2 separate regions of the Gossypium hirsutum genome follow, and region 2 is linked to region 1. A link is a contact called in public Hi-C data. All regions are on one chromosome and are shown on one strand. The core of a region is the stretch at or near the end of the contact, and the rest is flanking DNA. Distances in the headings are between cores, read along the strand shown. Region 1 has its middle 32 kb from the start of LOC121207798. Region 2 has its middle 48 kb from the start of LOC121206583.

What was found. A called contact is a pair of places that touch in the nucleus more often than the background predicts.
Region 2: a contact with region 1 is called in a Hi-C map of leaf, with 1.8 times the contacts expected there. The contact joins two enhancer-like sites. A contact is called at or near these places in 7 of 34 Hi-C or Micro-C datasets (callus, leaf and petal).

What each region holds. Positions count from the first base shown.
Region 1 is chrA01:48,619,360-48,622,098 of Gossypium_hirsutum_v2.1, forward strand. No RefSeq gene overlaps it. Among protein-coding and RNA genes, the nearest start is that of LOC121207798, 32 kb to the right of the region's middle. Within about 2 kb of position 1,407, at least 5 of the 9 cell types and tissues checked have an H3K27ac peak or open chromatin away from gene starts, as enhancers often do. A contact at or near this core is called in leaf, where this site is marked.
Region 2 is chrA01:48,740,055-48,742,793 of Gossypium_hirsutum_v2.1, forward strand. No RefSeq gene overlaps it. Among protein-coding and RNA genes, the nearest start is that of LOC121206583, 48 kb to the right of the region's middle. Within about 2 kb of position 1,392, at least 7 of the 9 cell types and tissues checked have an H3K27ac peak or open chromatin away from gene starts, as enhancers often do. A contact at or near this core is called in leaf, where this site is marked.

The DNA of each region.
Region 1 (2,739 bases), core at 157-2,656:
TCATCTCTTAATACTTAACTTATATTTTAAAAATTAAATTTTTATTTTTTTAAGTAAAAATTCTAGTACAACCATTATCATTGTTGATAGTTTTTATTAAAATTTATCAACTTAACATGATATGAGAATAACTTAATCAATATTTAATATTGATAAATTTTACTTACAATGTTAATATTAAACTAGAATTTTTAATTTAAAATAGTTAAATAATTTAATTTTTAATTTCTTTTAAGTACAAAAATTAAATAAAAAAACTACTGAAAATATGAATGCAAAAGGAAACGGCTATAAACTTTATCTCTTTCTTATTTCCCAGGAAAAAACTTGAAAATTAAGATTTTCAAAATAGGGTAAATTACACTAAAAAATCAATAAATTTATATTTTAATCTCTTAATTAAAAAAAAAAACTAATAAAAATTTTTATTTAAATTATTGTACTATTAATTATTTTTTCTCAAGTCTAGCCGGTAAACATTGACATTAAGCAGGATTCAATGGTTGACACAATAAAACTGTGTACCCACAGAAGATTATATCACAAATGGTTTGAGGAGAAAGTTGCTTGTTTTTTATTCCTAAAATAGTGTAGAGGAAGAGGGGAAGATTGTCCTGCGATTTTAACATTACTGTGAAAACTATTTACCCTTCAACATAAACGTTTATATATCTTCCATTAATCCAACTTTGAAAGTTCATGGTCATTGTTCAGAAACGAGTCACCGACGCTTTTGACATGCCATTTTTCCAAAACCTCATTATTTATTAATATATACATTTTGTTGTTTAAGGCTAAAACAACCTTTGGATTCAATACTTAAATTACAACAAATTACTTTTTGTCAAAATTGTTCAAATTCACTGCCATAATGGAATCTTGCTTTTACTGCGCTAAATAACAATAATTTCTTTCACCTTGCAAAAAAATAAAAAAGATAAATCATAACGGAAGCATTTTATTCAAAAAATCAAGTTCATTACAATAAATTTAACGAAGAAAGAATGGTATCATAAATACATACATACATACATATATATATATATAAAAGAAAGCCACACAGAGAGGAGAGCCAAACAAGCCCTTCAATTTAATGCTTGAAGAAAGCAAGAAGGGAAACGATCAAAGAGAAGCCAATGGCGGCGGTAGAAACTCCGACTGAGAATCCAGCTCCAGCGTCTGGCGACGGTGACGGCGCCTCACTAACCTGCGCCGAGGCAACGGTTAGGATTGCCATTACAAAAGCCAATAAAAAAGCCTTCAACATGCTAACTTGGGCCATTTCTAGAAGAGAAGAAAAGCTGAAAATTTTGGGATTTTTCTTCTAAAAATGGTGAGATATTAGAAATCTGAATGGAGACTAGGGCTGGGAAAGGGTGGTGCTTTATAGGGAGAGTGAACAGCGCGTGGGGCCTAGTGAGAGGGAGATTGACAGCTGGGTAACGTTCACATAACAGCTAATAAAGTGAACACACCATGAATCAATGTAATAAAAAATTAATATTACAAAATAATAATGAAGTTGGTCGGTAAACAACATTTGCTCTTCCTTTTCATTGCTCAGGTTGTTGAAATTTTTTTGATTTTCATTTGAATTGCAAAAACTATTTTATTTCTTCTTTTCATTTTCGTTGGATCTACGTCTATATTTTTTATTGATGATGATTCACTTAATTAACTAAAATTATGATAAAGATAAGCACATTTATCGAATAATAGTATAGTTAGTGAGTCGAGAATATCGTATTCACGAGGACTAAAAGTATTAGTACTTACTATCTTTCTATTATTTAGTTGGTAAATTGAAGAAGTTTGTTTTAAATCTAAAATTATTTAAACTAATTATTAAGAACTAGACAGAAAATAAAGTAAGAAAATAATCGAATAAACCAATAAGAAAATAATCGAATAAACCAATGAGAGAGACAATATTCAAGAAAGATTCCACCTAGACTTCACTTATTATTCTAAATCTGAATTAAATGATTTATTCACTTTCCTTGATCCGTAGAAATCCATAAATTATATTAATATCTCTTTCAAGAGTAGAAATAATTAACTCTAGTTTGATTCATTGAAATTTCTTTCTAGTTAAAACCCATATTGTCGCATTAACTAGATCTATGGATTTCCTTATTAGATTTGACTCTAATCTGGTAGTTTTATGTCTTCCTATTTCTAGGATTGCATGCAACTTCACTCAATTATGGCAGATCTACTCTTAAATAGGGACTTTTGCTCCACTAAATAAGAACATCAATCATGAATTAATATCCCGAAAACATTAAAATATGGAATAAGTACACATAATTGAGATCAAGAAATCAAATATTTATCATGTAATTCAGAAAATTAAATAACAAGATCCATCATAGGTTTCATCTTCCCAGGTATCTGGGGAATTTAGTTCATACTTTGGGAGGAAAACATCTCAAAATTAGGAAAACAACAAAATATAAAGAAATCCAAAAACTTTTAGAGAAGTTGACTGGAGATCTTCAATCTTGAAGGAAATCTTGCTTCTGAGTTGATTCCGACGACGTTTTTCGAGTAATTTCTTCATTCTTCTTTGCATGCTCTCTTTTATTCCTCTTCTAATATGTATTTATAAACTTTAGAATGCTCAGAAACCCTAAAAAATGGGTTTTTTCGCGTCAAAGAGAAGCAGGGTTCGAAATCGACACGGGCTAGCACATGGGCATGTGGCCAGCCTGTGTAGAAATGTCTAGGCCGTGTGGA
Region 2 (2,739 bases), core at 142-2,641, 120 kb after region 1:
TGATATTTTTTTATAAGAGTTAAAATATAATTTTATAATTTTAATAGATTATGTCTTTATAATTTTTAAAAGATTAGATCAAAATTTTATTATTTTAAAAGATTAAAGTACAATTTTATTATTTATTAAATTAAAATCTTGTAAACTCTAAAAGTTAATAGTGAAATTTTCTATTTTAGGGGTCGAATGCGCTGCCCCAGTAGCTATGGTAATGATGTAGTTATTAGCTTTAATACCAGTGTTTAATAAAATATTATTACAATAAAAGTATCATAAAGGCTCTTATATTGAAAGTTATATTACATTTTACCTTATTTATTTAAAAATAAATAAATTAGTCCATATATATTATATTAAAAAGTAAATTAATCCGTTAAAAAATTCATCCATTTCTACGTATGTCATGTGTACCTTATACTAATATAAATAAATTAATTTTTATTTTTTAAATTTAATATACATAAATTAATTTTTTTTTACATAATAGAGACAAAATGTAAAGATATATATTTTTACCTATTATTTATCTGCTGTTTCGAAAAAGTATAAAGTGAAATAATTGGGCGAGTGGCAAAAACACACCCCGACAGACGCATTTAACGGGTTTAACAGGGCGCAGCACCCTGTCAACCTAAAGATACCATTTGCAGAAAATTCCAAAACCTTCTTATAATTATTAATTACAAATAAAAAATTATTGATACAAAAAAAATATAATAATAATAATATAATAGAAATAAATCCCATATATTACAATACAATACACAACCAACCACTCAAATTATGTAACTCACTGACTTCAAAAGAGCAAGAAGGGAAATAATAAGAGACAACGTAACGGTAACACCAGTAACCGGCATTGAGAAGGCAGATCCAGTGTCCATTGACGGTGCAGGCGCCATTGCACTGTCCTGAGCTGATACAATGGTGGCGACGGAGAGTACAACAGCCATAAACATGATCAAAATATCTTTAGAGAAGCAAACTTTCGCCATCTCTGAAAACTAACAAAGAAAATTATACAATGTTTTTCAAGGTAGAACAATAAAAACTCAAATTTTGTATGCAATACGAACCTTTCAAGGTGTGGGGGTTTCATATATATAGAAAGAATATAGGGTTTGGTAGATGAACTAAAAAAAAATGAAGTGGAAGCACTTGTAGAAGGGGGGTTATTTGAACAGCTCAAAAGTGTGGGCGGTAGGTGTTTGATGAAATGATTGAGAAAAGAATGGACAACGGCAAGTTTGAAGCCGACACGTAGCCAATGATAGCTGTTGTTTCAAGGTTTGAAAATGTAATTGTCGGTTGGCGGCATGTTCTCTTGTATGAATGTGAAACCCTAACCAACACCATGTGCCGTGTGCAGCATTGGTATACCGTGGCGGCAGCTAGGCCTCCCATCATTCTTAATGGAGAAGGCTAAGGTAACGAGTGAAAACATGAATGGGACTGAAAAAGGTCTAGAAGGTCCATGCTTGCTCTACAAACTTTAATTGCTGTATTTCTTTCTTACTTCCCAAGGAAAAAAGGGAATATTATTTTCATTTGAAAATTAAGGGTAAAATAAACGCCATTAAATAACGACAACTGTTTTTTGTTTTGGTGAAAAAATAACGACAACTTTCGATGGTCACAAAGGGTAATAACGACAGTCTTTTTTTAGAAACAAACGTGTACCTAATCTTGGCATTAACCCAACTCAGAAATATTATTGCGTTTTAATCTAATGTCACAAAAAAAAGGTTAGTATACGGCGATGTTTTTACTTTAGAAAACGATACCGATGCTTCGACTAATAATTTATGTAAATATTAAATTAGAGTGTTGATGAAAAAAATTATGTATGCTTTTTATTGGTTTTATATAAAAATTTAAAAATAAAAATAAAGAAAGAATATTATTATAATAATACAAGAGTAAATTATAAAAATATTATTAACTTTTAGTAAATTTTTTTACTATTGAAATATGAAAAGTTACATTTTAATCATTAATATTATTGATTTATAATGTTTTAATCACTTGTCCGTTATGGTATATTAAGTCAAGATTAATATCTAATTTAATCTTTGAACTATTATTAAAATGTTCAATTTAATAATTTTATAATATTTTTAAGAAATTTTTTAAAAAATATTAAAAAATTTAATTTAATATTTAAATGATACAAATTTAAATCCTATCATCTTATCTCGCGCTTATAAAAGGTATAACAAATTTTAATTGAGTTGCTGTGTATATTATCTAAAACCATTGCTAGTAGGGGCAGATTTACATCAAAGCGTGGATGCGGTGCAGTAAAAAGTTAAGGTTAAATGAAATGGTAAAAAGGAAGCCCAATCTCAGCTGATTCAATAATTAAATATTTGTTGAATTTACACTCATACCGATTTGATTAAAAATTCTGAGTTTATTTCATAAATACATTTACAGTGAGAACAAAATTAAAACCAAACAGGCCCTTCAAATTTTAATGTTTAAACAAAAGTAATAAGAGAAACAATCAAAGATAAGCCAATAGTAGCGGTGGAAATGCCCACGGAGATTCCAGCTCCTGACGGCCACGGTGCCGAGGCAACGGTTAAGATAGCCATGACCAAGGCCAACCAAAAAGGCTTCAACATGCTAACTTGACCCATTTCTTTTTATTTTTCTTGGGAATATGATATGAAAGTCTGACTTATAGAAAAATGACAGTTGGGTAACGTTCACATAACAGCTAACACAATCCATTAT